Regions from separate parts of the Triticum aestivum genome. Here region 2 is linked to region 1. Evidence: chromatin contacts called from public Hi-C data. All regions are on one chromosome and are shown on one strand. The core of a region is the stretch at or near the end of the contact, and the rest is flanking DNA. Distances in the headings are between cores, read along the strand shown.

The links. A called contact is a pair of places that touch in the nucleus more often than the background predicts.
Region 2: a contact with region 1 is called in a Hi-C map of leaf, with 4 times the contacts expected there. The contact joins the promoter of LOC123071216 here to the promoter of LOC123071213 in region 1. A contact is called at or near these places in 2 of 5 Hi-C or Micro-C datasets (both in leaf).

The regions. Positions count from the first base shown.
Region 1 is chr3B:602,668,535-602,675,188 of IWGSC CS RefSeq v2.1, forward strand. LOC123071213 (probable inactive receptor kinase At5g58300) reads left to right here and starts at 4,855. Exons shown (of 3, transcript XM_044494728.1): 1 at 4,855-5,257.
Region 2 is chr3B:603,273,861-603,280,324 of IWGSC CS RefSeq v2.1, forward strand. LOC123071216 reads right to left here and starts at 3,230. Exons shown (of 2, transcript XM_044494733.1): 1 at 3,037-3,230; 2 at 1,846-2,911. The coding sequence starts at 3,230. The coding sequence ends at 2,629. LOC123071218 (a long non-coding RNA gene) reads left to right here and starts at 2,649. Exons shown (of 4, transcript XR_006434183.1): 1 at 2,649-2,941; 2 at 3,040-4,247; 3 at 4,790-4,897; 4 at 4,981-5,386.

The sequences.
Region 1 (6,654 bases), core at 3,605-6,104:
GGAGACGTATCATTAGACCAAGTAAATTTTCTACCAGAAAGCTCGATCTCTCTAAGATCCATGCTTTCAATAATTGTATTAAACATAAACGACCATCTGTCGTCAAAGTTATATATCATTGTTTTTTTCTTCCCATCTTCGAATGATGTTAAAATCACCCCAAACAGAATTGGGAGTTGCTCACTTCCGCAAATACGAACTAAGTATGCCAAGAATTCTAGTTTGAGCTCAGGCTGCGCAGCACCATACATTGTCACCAGTGCCCATTGGAAACCATCAACCTTCGACCTGACATGAAACTTAACTGCAAAATCTCCCATGACAACATTTTGAACCTCCAATGTATTGCATTTAACCCCTAGTAAAATCCCACCGGATCTTCCCCCTGGGGGTAGACAATGCCAATCAAAATAACCTCCTCCTGATAAGGTGCTAAGAAACTGAGAAGTAAAATTGTCCCTTCTATTTTCAAAGAGGGCGATAAAATCTAACTTGTGTTCCATAGAAGCATACCTTTGCTTAGCCAAGTCCATGAGACCTCTGCTATTCCAAAAGATTCCCTTCATATTTCATCACGAAATTTTCTAGTGGTCTGGATCCTAGGACTTCAGCGCACAACCGAAGCCGGATAAAACTCCCGGTTCCACTTGCGCTTAGGCTTGGTTTGGTCCTCTACTCGGTCCACACAACCGAGCTTAGTGGGCCTAACCGCTTGAGAATCTACATGATTTGAACCCCTTGGAGAAATAGAACACTCATCCTCCTCTGTCTCGGTATGTGAGGGTGCAAGATCTGCACAAAAGCTATCAAGTACCCTAACACCCAAAGCATCAATATCCGCATTGTTCATAGGTTAAACAGCCGCTAAGTTTCGAATCATCTCTAAAGCTCGCTCTGCTTCGAGATCAAGGATATCATTAACAGATTTAGTGATTTCTTGTTCATTACTACCTAGTGAAACTCCTAGTTGATTTTCATTATGAATAATCTCATCATCGAAAAATGCAAGATGGAATTAGAAGTATTGACAGACATACCGGCAGTGACCTCAATGTCACGAAGCTTAGCCACCCGCATGGTGCGCCCTAGCTGCAAATCATCAACATCCGGCTGATCTTGGAGACGACAACTCATCCGTCACCCTTCAGAGACGGGATCTGAAATCCCTCCGAAGGCGACGACCTCGTCCTGCGTCGGGCCGCTTGGGGTAAGACCTCCTGCCCGACCCTCAAGTGGGGCTATCTCTCCCGGCCCAGTCGAGGGAAGGCCATTTGTCATCAGCCCGATCGGACAAGCCGCACCCGCCTCCACCTCCACGGGTGTCGGAGAACCCGTAGGGGTCGACCGTGGGCTGCAAACGGCAGTCGTCAACGGATGCACAATGGGAGGGCATGCGCGCAGAGCCTCCTGCTCCGCTGGCCCACCCCCCATCATGTCGGCCGAGCTTCGTAGGGGCGCCTAAGGGGAGGCTGAAGCGAGGGCCTCCTGCCCATGCCCCTGACCTGGCGACCACCCTGGCGTCCCGAACGCCACCAGCAAGGCCTGAAGCCGACCCACTGAACATTGATGGTGAGGCTCGGCCTCGAGAGTGCACAATGGGGGGAATGGGGGCCACCTGCCCATGCTTCTCCCCATCCTTGACGCCTAACCCGGTGTCCTGAACGAGCACCACCGCGGGTAACACCGAGCTAGGTGTATGCGCCACCAAGATCTCCCCTCAAGCAACCATATCCGAGTGATTGCAAACAAAAGTCTCAGGCCCAACAGAATTAAGCGGGGGTAACAAGTTTTCGAAAAGATCATCACTCTCAACGCGATCACTCCAAAGTATTGGAGGTGTGGAGGCAGCCCCAAAAGAACCAAATCTCAACGAGTTCATGGGCGCGGAGGAAGGTAGAGGCGCACCCTTCCCTGGCGCAGGCGAAGTACGTTTTGCACCCGGGGTGTGAGACTTATCTCGTGCACTGTCCTCCTCACGATGCTCCTTGTTACCCGAGCTGTCATCCTTATCAGTCATGTCCACATCATCCCCTATCATGGCATCCGTGAATAGATTAGAGTCCTCATGCTCAATCTCTAGGTTGTAGATCCTGCCCGCATGCGTCCATCTAACCACATCCGGTATATACTACTAGTCCTGATGTGTGCCTTGACATAAGTTTGGCAGGGAGGTACCAAAGTAATCCAGGAGTGGATAACTGGACAGTGGTCAAGAACATCCTAAAGTACCTGAAAGGGACTAAGGATATGTTTCTCGTTTATGGAGGTGATGAAGAGCTCGTCGTAAATGGTTACATTGATGCTAGCTTCGACACTGATCTGGATGACTCTAAGTCACAAACTGGATACATGTTTATATTGAATGGTGGAGTTGTCAGTTGGTGTAGTTCCAAGCAGAGCGTTGTGGCGGGGTCTACATGTGAAGCGGAGTACATAGCTGCTTCAGAAGCAACACATGAAGGAGTCTGGATGAAGGAGTTCATGTCCGATCGAGGTGTAATACCTAGTGCATCGGGTCCAATGAAAATCTTTTGTGACAACACTGGAGCAATTGCCTTGGCGAAGGAATCCAAATTTCACAAGAGAACCAAACACATCAAGAGACGCTTCAACTCCATTAGTGAAAAGGTCAAGGATGGAGACAGAGAAATTTGCAAAGTACATACATATATGAATGTGGCAGACCCATTGACTAAACCTCTTCCGTGAGCAAAACATGATCAACACTAAGACTCCATGGGTGTTAGATTCATCACAATGTAATCTAGATTATTAGCTCTAGTGCAAGTGGGAGACTGAAGGAAATATGCCCTAGAGGCAATAATAAAGTTGTTAATTTATATTTTCTTAGTTATGATAAAGGTTTATTATTCATGCTAGAATTGTATTGATCGAAAACTTAAATACATGTGTGAATACATAAACGAAATGTCGTGTCCCTAGTAAGCCTCTACTAAACTAGCTCGTTGATCAAAGATGGTTAAGGTTTCCTAACCATGGACATGCGCTGTCATTTGATAACGGGATCACATCATTAGAAGAATGATGTGATGGACAAGACCCATCTGTTAGCTTAGCATATGGATCGTTCAGTTTATTGCTATCGCTTTCTTAAATGTCAAATACATATTCCTTCGACTATGAGATTATGCAACTCCCGGATACCAGAGGAATACCTTATGTGCTATCAAATGTCACAAAACTGGGTGGTCATAAAGATGCTCTACAGGTATCTCCGAAGGTGTTTGTTGAGTTGGCATAGATCGAGATTAGGATTTGTCACTTCGAATATCAGAGAGGTATCTCTAGGCCCTCTCGGTAATGCACATCACTATAAGCCTTGCAAGCAATGTGATTAATGAGTTAGTTACGGGATGATGCATTATGGAACGAGTAAAGAGACTTGCCGGTAACGAGATTGAACTAGGTATGAAGATACCGACGATCGAATCTTGGGCAAGTAACATACCGATGGACAAAGAGAATTACGTATGTTGTCATAACAGTTCGACCGATAAAGATCTTCGCAGAATATGTACGAGCCAATATGGACATCCAGCTTCCGCTATTGGTTATTGACCGGAGATATGTCTCGGTCATGTCTACATAGTTGTCAAACCCGTAGGGTCCGCACGCTTAACGTTCGTTGATGATATAGTGTTATATGATTTAGTGAACGAATGTTGTTCAGAGTCCCGGATAAGATCACGGACATGACGAGGAGTCTCGAAATGCTCGAGAGGTAAAGATTGATATATAGGACGATGATATTCAGACACCAGAAGTGTTTCGAAGTGTACCGGGTGATCATCGGAGTACCAGAGGGGGTAACAGGCACCCCCGGAAGGGTGATGGGCCTATTGGGCCATTAGAGGGGAGCACACCAGCCCACAAGGGGCTGGCGCGCCCCTCCTAAGGCAGGCGACCCATGGGAGAAAGGAGGGGGGGGATTTGGCCTCCCCCTTCCTTCCCTCTCCCCCTTTCCTTCCCCCTCCAATAAATAAGGAGGGGGGGGGCAAGGGCAGGAGCCCAAGTAGGATTCGGTCCTACTTGGGACGCCCCTTAGCCTCTTCCCTCTCCCTTCCACCTATATATATGAGGGGTGCCTAGCACAACACAACATTGTCTTAGCCGTGTGCGGCGCCCCCGTCCACCGTTTACACCCTCATCATATTTTCGTAGTGCTTAGGCGAAGCCCTGCGAAGACAGTTTCACCATCACCGTCGCCATACCGTCGTGCTGCCAGAACTCATCCACTACCTCGCCGTCTTGCTGGATCAAGAAGGCGAAGGACGTCATCGAGCTGAACGTGTGCTAAACGCGGAGGTGCCGTACGTTCGGTGCTCGATCGGTTGGAACGCGAAGAAGTTCGACTACATCAACCGCGTTGTCAAACGCTTCCGCTTACGGTCTACGAGGGTACATAGACACACTCTCCCCTCTCGTTGCGATGCATCTCCTTGATAGATCTTGCGTGTGCGTATATTTTTTTGTTTTTCATGCAATGTTTCCCAACACCTGACGTAGTAAAAAGAAATATTAACACTCGTAATATGAAATCAGTATTATTATATGCATCATGGAATTAATTTTCATACTACTATATAGTTTTAGTATTACACTGTAGATGTTAATATTTTTATCTATATAATTGGTCAAATTTTCTGTAGCTTGACTTCATGTGATCCACCCATGCCTGCAGGCACCAGGCAAATTCCAGATGTCTGTCAACCCTCCCTCAGGGGCAAATCCGTCACTCTAACAAATCCCCAGACTTTATTTTTTACTAGTCAACAAAACAAGCGCCCAGTAACTGACGCTTCTCTTAAATGCACGCCAAATTTGCACACGCAGTTCCTCTCTACAGCACAGGCACGGCGCCACCGCTACCGCGTCCGTCATCCCCACACACATGTAACCCGACACTCTCCACCCGCACACACGGAGAGACAGTACACAGCTCAGTCGCGGCCGCGCAGCGAGATCACCACGCTCCCCTCCACTCTCCCAGCGAGCGCGGAGCGGCGGTCCGGCCGGCGCGGGCTCCGCTCTCTCCCTCTCCCCGCGCAATGCCGGCCGCTTCCGGCGCAGATCGGGCCGACTCCTCACCCTCCTCCTCCTGGCCACGGCTCTCGATCGGCGCGTGACTTCACTCTGGGTGGGCAGAGGACGGCTGGATCTTGCGGCGGACGGCGCGACGGAGGGACGGACGGACGGACGCGCCCGGCCGTCTCCCGATTTCCGCCTGCCAAGAGAGGTTTGCGGCCTTCTCTCTCTCCTCGCGTGGCCCATTCCGTTTCTCCGTCTTTTTTTCTTGGATACAGCGAGCGACGCCTTCGGATGCCTCCAAACCTCTCCTGCCCAGATTGGAACCTGGGCTCGATCCCCGGCCCCGGGTTTTAGCCTTTTAGGAGCGGAATCGATTAGCGCAATGCAGTTTGTCGGCCGTTGTTTGGTTTTAAAGCTTTATTTGTTTCTAAAAAATACGGGGGGAAATGTTTTAATGCCAAAGAGTTGGGGTAGTAGTAGTAATCACTTTTCTAGATGAGGAGTTGGTGATTTTTCTTTTCAACATACTGGCAAATCTCTACTGCTGGAATTGTGTCTACAGAAAATTATCGACTGCCTGCACTCCACTTCCACAGTCAGGTGTATGATGCGTGTAGGCCGTGACAGCGTAGGTAGCCCATGCAGCCATGAACACTTGCATTGATGTTTGCCAGCCGGCCAGCCCCCACCGTCCCTCCAAAAAGATTAAAAGACCCTACTTTCCTTCCTCTCCTTTCGTTTCTCACTTTCTCTCATCCATCCGAGAGCTTTAACCCTAGCTCTAGGCCCTGCCTGTGCTGTTTCTTTTGGTAAGCATCTACTCCCTCTGTAAACAATCACAAGACGTTTTAGATAGTGATCTAAAGCGTCTTATTATTGTGTACAGAGGGAGTAGTACTAATTGAGACCACAACGGTAACATGAATTCAGGTGTGGATCATGTAAGGTTAGGTGGGTACGCTGGTACTGGTGGTAGTGTGGTGCGGTACACTTGAGGGGATCACCTATCTCCACAAAAGGGAATCTGGCAAAGTTTCCTCTGGGAGCCTCGTTGAAACAAGTTCTTGGCATCATTTGTCCACTGTTTTTTTTTAATTTATGATGGTTTGCTAGTCCTAAGCTAATGTGCGTAATTGGGGGTGTGCTTTATAAAAAGGAGGCCAATGAGTGATATGAGATGGGCAGTATGCTGCTGTCACATGCACATTATCTCAACTGCCCCCCGTTGAAAACCAATAAGAACCACCATAGCAGTCAGCTTGATGGTGGGTCTTATGGCTGAGAGTCTGAGACTAGAGGAAGAGACAAATGGGGCCTATGAGAGGGAGCTTACTATGTAGTAGTTGGCAGATATGAGGTGTCTTGCATAGAATGCCTCACCTTGGAGGCATTTCTCTCCTGGATCGTTCTATTGGCTTATTCTATTACTGAAGTATGCAATTGCGCCAGCTTCTGTTCTGATCGTTGCAATTCCAGTTGCATTGCAAAGTGAACAATTTCTGGTTATGCCTAATGATAGCTAAGATAGGTACAAACGGAAGAGTTCTTAAATGCTGTCCCAGAACTCTCAAGAACATTATCATGTTGGACGAGGTATACTATTGC
Region 2 (6,464 bases), core at 1,980-4,479, 600 kb after region 1:
GTGCACATAAAATCCAAATGGTGTTAGAATTTAGCATCATAATCATCATAAACTATTGGAATTGATGATAGTTTCAGTTTCAACCCAATGTCTCGATGACCAAAGTGAGTATGCCAAGTTTTCCAATGTCTTGGGCGCAACATGTGCTACGGGTTTTGTAGTATGTGTAGTACAATCCGGATGATACATAGAAAATGTGCTTGCCATATCCGTTGCATATGGTAAAGAGAATGTATTTCTCTTTCTTGTCAGCATAAGTTTCGCTATGGAAACCATTTTGACAAATATCTCTATAGCTTAGTAGGGTACGAGTTAAACTTGGGAAGCAATGAAGCATCCTGACGTTACTCGAGTACCCACAGGGATAGTAAATATGACTCGAGTTGAGCCAACAAATACCTCATCGCATCTAGCGATTTGAAAATGTCCCCTTTCTCTCAATGAGAGTGGAAACATCGGACTTCCCTGAGTATAGAGTTTGTAGTGCATATGCCCACAAGGCACATATCATTTTTCATCGGATTGACTCCCGTATAAATCTATATATAGACATGAAGATTCTCAAGAAAATCACTGTCGGATATATAGAATACATACAAATGAATTTGTATCAAAGTATTGATACAATATATTGTGATATACAATATATGATGGCAACAATAATCATGTTCTTATTAGAACATCATAAATGGACATAAATAAATAGATCACTAAGGAGATTAAGAGACTAAATGTATAGTCTTCAAACATGTCGGTTGATGCATATTCAACCATCATGCTCTCCATGCTCATAGGGTCTCGTGACAGCTTGATGGTGTCAGGTTGAGGGTTTGAAGTGAGTTTCAAACCATTACCCTTGAGGTCATCTGCATCCCGGTGGCGTGGCTTGGATTGCACACGCTATCCCATGGGATGCAAGACTGATCTTGATGTCCATGACCCGCTTAAGTAAGTTGTGGCCATTGAGGGCAAGTGCCTCAAATTGTTAGCCATCGATTCCTTATAGGGGCAAGCCAGAGATAATTAATTTACAAGAAGTAAACTAAAAACCATCATGATTTTTAATAAAAAAATGCAAATTTTGACTCAAGTGTATAACTTGAAAATGCTCAACCTCAATTGCGGGAACATAAACACATTGAAGATCATATAGATCTCACAGTACTAGAGATAGTCTACACATGAGCAGTAGATCCAACTCATCACCTTGTGTTTTCCTAATATAATGAGGGAGATGTTATTGTCAAAATTTTACAAGTTTGTTGTGCGGGAGAAATCAATCTCGACCGCTGTGACATGTTCATGAAGAATGTCAATGTGGTAAACACATAGAACATATCATTCCCCGTGAAAAACCGGTAATTTATTTATATTACAGATTGTGTAATATAAATACATCTTAATGTTGCAAAATTAATAGATTTCAAGAAGGTGGCTCAAAATCATTAGTGTGAATCTCAAATTGCTAAGGATGACACCTTGAATTTTGCATATGTATTTGCAAGAAATTGAAAATCTCAATTGCAAATAGACGTATTAATCTCGACATGTAGCGAACATGGAGATATATACATTCCGGAATATATCGTACTCAACGGAAATACACTACTATTGTAATGAATAGTAATGATGTTTTAAACTTGATGTTCAAGTGAGAACTTGAATTGTGTAGATCTCAAATTAAATGAGATCTTATATCAAATTGCAAGATAATTCAGTGGAGTGAATTAATATTTTGCGAGAGAAAAATGATCTCAACCACAATGAGATTGTTTTGCGAGAAAAAGAATTTTTCTCAATCGCAAATGTTGTGCGAAAAAACTTAATCTCAATTGCAAAACTATGTTGTACTAATAGGACAAGTTATAGGAATTACTAAAAAGCAAATACATTGAACATGCCACATATAATAACCATATATTTTCTGGAATGTTAAACTCAACAGAAAACGGGCTAAATGATGATCGGTATATGGCCTCAACATTACCAGTGCTAATAAATAGCAACTAGTTGGACCAAGCTGCAATATCCCGAAACATCCCGGAATTAGCCACAAAATGATGACAGACACAAGTTTTGGGCTATTCCGTAAATAGGTAAGCCGCAAGGGCTAAATTGCAAAAGTAGTGAAGAGATAAGGAGCATAATTGGTTTGATGCCAAAAGTTGGCATGCCAAATATTAGCAATGGCCAAATATTGGCTAGAAATTGGTTGCTTGCCAATTTTCATTGCCAATCTCACAAAAAGTTGCCAAATATTGGCAATTTTTGATTTTGCCAAATGTTGGCTTGCCAAATATTGACAATGCCAAATATTGGTAGCAAACCAATTATACTCTAGGCTCTATCTCTTTCCTCCCGAGCGATTTCCACCAGGAGAAATCGTGTAACCGCCTCGTCGCCGTTTTGGCTCGACGGCCAGGGCCACGACTATGAGCCCGCCGTCGTCTCCACCGCGGGGAGCCACGCCAGAGGGAGCAGCCGCCTCCGTGGCCGGAAGGCCAGCCGAGGGCCGTTGCCTCGGGCGCCGCCTGCATGAGTGCAAGCCAAGAGCTGCCGCGTCGCCTCGGTCTTCCGCGCTGCGTCGCGGTTGGTCGCTCCGTGGGAGCCGCCCTGAGGCCGAGGGCCTCAGATGATGGCCATGTGGCGCGCTCGTCGCTGTGCGCCGAGATTCAGGCCGATGGAGGGCGCCGCCGGGGTGCGTCTGGCGCAGAAGGTGTCGCCTCTGCCCGGGCTGTGGACCGCGCTGCCGCGCGCCTGAGGGCATCGCCATGCCGGGCACCGGCCGTTGGCCGCTGCGACCGCCTCCAGGTGCAGCGCTGGGAGCAGCCGGGCCAAAGGATGCTGCCGCTCCGCTAGGAGGCTGGCCGAGGAAGCGCTGTCCGGGCCATGGGTCGCCGCTGAAGTTTGCCTTGGACGACATTCAAACGACGCCCTGGAGGTTAGTGCTTACTTCGTGCATGAACGAAATTGGAATTGAATCACCTTTCTCTCTGGATTTAGTGCTTTTCTTCTCATTTGCATCTGGTTCCTTACCAGATCGAGAGACTTCCCGCGCCTGGGTGGGTGCTGGCCGCCGCCGTCTTCGCCGACCGCCGGGAGCCACGGATGTGTGTGTAGGCGCAGGAGCGGAACATCGTATCCTGGCTCGCCGCGTCGGCGGCCGAGGGGCGCCGTGCACCACGCGTAGGCCGGAGGGCCGGCAGTCTCGCGGCGCCTTTGTGCCGCATCGGCCGCCGTTCTTCCGCTGTGGCCTATTTCTCCAATCGAGAGCAGAGTGCGTGATAACGTGTTCGAAATCGACAAAACAAATGATCGAACTTCCGATTCCATTGAATGATTCTCGGTATATATACAAGGGGAACAGACACAATAAGGAGATGCGACTGTTCGTAGAGGTGCAAGGGGAAAGACGCGACGGTTGGCAATGCAACCAACATACAGATTACAATGGGAGGATTATCTCTTTAATTAACCTATTAATTTAATCCTAACACTGCTCTCGGAACCGGCTTGGCGGCCTCCACTCTGGTAGGTGATGCTCCATATTCTCAACCACCCCCAGTTTTTAGTTTTTACTATCACCGAGACTATGTTTTTGAATCTTACAGCTTGTGCATCGGATCCAAAGGTGCTCGATGTGACAGGTCTCTTGCTACTTCATTGTTATGCAGGCTCTCCTCTGTCCTCTTTAGAAAAGTTCATTGCTTCAGCAGTCCAGCCAGTGAACAGTTAGCCATATGCAGATTTGTTGGCTTTGGCCATATACTTTTAGTCATATGTATTATATATATTTCATTTAGTTTGACTGACAAAAAATGTGCTTTATTTATCTATTATACACGTCTTGGTATGTGTTCCTTAGAGAAGATCTATGGAGTCAACAAATCTAATACATGGTAGGAAGTAAGCAAGGAAACATCAGAAGATATTTTTCGCAGTCCATTGTACAAACACAATCGACGATTATGCCCTTTGGGTAAAAAAAGATTATGCTTTCAAGTGTTACTTCGCTAGGTTAATGTTTCATATAATCCATCACTTGGGGTTTCTATCCATGAATCTGTGAGTATTGTATCATACTATGACAAGAGGTATTATTCCATAACAAATAAGTACTCAGGGTTTATGCAGATATGGATCTGCTATCATGCTTAAACTTTCTTTCTTCATTTTGCTGATCCAGAAAAGTCTGTTGCTGCTCGCATTTGCTTCATTGATTTGCAAATCTCTTGCTACTCACCTTGGTATGCAACCTCTCATCTCTTAAATTATTTACTTAGCATACCTTCTATTGTTTTCATGCGTATTTTCCCCTTAGTTTCAGACGTGCCCCCCCCCCTCCCCCCTCCTGGGTGGCCTTCTTAAGCCTCTGCAGATCTGGCACCACATAATATCTTTTCTGGACATAAGTCTCTTAGGAGATTGAACTAAAAAAGATTAATCTTTAATAATACCAAAGGAGAATTATACATTTCCTGAAACTTAAAGATGACATGATGCAAGTGTGTCCTTGACATGGCCGCAACAGTGCTAACATATGCTAGAAACAGTAGTGTGGCATTTGAGGATTTGGACAACTGAACTTTCAGTTCAGCCAGTAGATATTACTGAAGAGAAGGAAGAATAAAAAGCATGTTGGCATCTCAACTGGCTACCTTGATTATATATCTGAAACCATATATACACCATTTAATTTATAGAATATTTCACATTGTATGTAGAGATGAAGTCACAAAGTACAAAGACATTAGCATTACTGTGACTAAGCATAACCAATCGATTTCAGGAGGTTCTGTGTTTTGACAAACAATTTGTTGGTACTACCACTAAGCAACAATATTTGTAACAAAATGACCCCAGAACCTCCAGTACGAATGGGCAATTAATGCAAGAGGTACGCCTACTGAAAATTGGTTTCTTATATTATATTCCTTTCACTTTTTACCTTCATTGACAACATACACATATCTTCCCCAGGACGCCACCATATTCAAACAATATTCTGGCATGTTCTTTTGCCGTTTCAATAAGAGAAGCTACGAAGAGATACACAGATGCTATCGAAAAGATGAAGATCACAAAAGAACTGAAGTTTTCGACTCACAAACGTGAGTCTGCGCCTCAACACTCTGCGAACCCCGTCTGCTGGCCATCTATTCTCTTCCACTTGATGCATTGTCGGGTATGAAAAGAGTGGGACAACATATATCCATCTTGCGGTAACTGAAGAAGGAAAATCTGGAAACAACAACAAATAGTTCATGCTAAGAATATGATTCACACTACAACCTGCTAATCATGTAGTGAATATTTATACACCAACTTTTCTAATAATTACCTATTTGTGAACGCTACCCACTTATTGATTCAAATTATTTTATTCTTTGATACACTAATGTTACTTCAAAGTCCGCGACAAAATCCCGCAGCAACGCGCAGGGCGTCATCTAGTTTAACAATGCCAGGAGTTTTTTTTTCAGATCGTCGTCTGATCCTCTCGCTAGACCTCTCCCCTGTTCACTTGGCAGCACTAAAGAATGAACATCTCTGTCTGGGTGAGATTTATCTTGAAAATATAGATCGAACCGTTTGTATGCTTAGAATCAAGCCTTCACGTTTGATTCAGTACAAAACATGCAGAAGCATACAGCCGTGGATGTCATTTGAAAATAAGGATGAGAATGATGCTTTGATGCACCGATCGTATGAAATAAAAATTGAAATTACTGCTTTTTTCTAAATTGCCTATATACTTAGCGAGGGCAGTTTTTTGAAAGCCATGTTCAAGAGCCCACCGTCATCTTTGAAACCATGAAATCGAATTTGAAAGTATACTTCAAAATTATTTTACGGGCTCAAATTAAATTATTGGGCCATCATTTTTACTGGTTAAACACCTCAACTCATTCAAGATGGCATTTTCTTGCATTTTCTTGATGGCATCTCTTAAAAAAGGTTGTTTTTTTACTTTCCTTCAAGATGGCATTTCCTTGGTCCTTCTTCTGCATCTGCTCCTTCAAAGATTTTACTTGATCCTTCAAGATGGCATTTTCTTGGTCCTTCTTCTGTATCTGCTCCTTCAAAGACGCATTCTCTTGCATCTGAGTCTGCAGCTGCTCCTTCAAGGCAGCTCCCTCCTCTATCTTCTTCTGCAGCTGCTCATTCAGGACGGCTTCGTCTTGCATCTTCTGCTGAAGCTGCTCTTTCTGACTGGTGTGTTCCCTAACTGTGTTTTCGGCCGCGGTGATCAACTCTGAAACCATTCGAGATTGTTCCACGAGCTTGTTAATCTGAAACAAGAAACAAACTAAGCATAGGGTGCAAAAGTCGGACCTCTATCTGTGAGATGTACAGTATATATGTAAGACGTACTGTTTGCAGAGTCCGTTCAAGATTATCCAACCCTCCAGCAACGCGGTCGTGGGCTGTCCTCAGTTCATTCACACACTCACGCGTTAGCA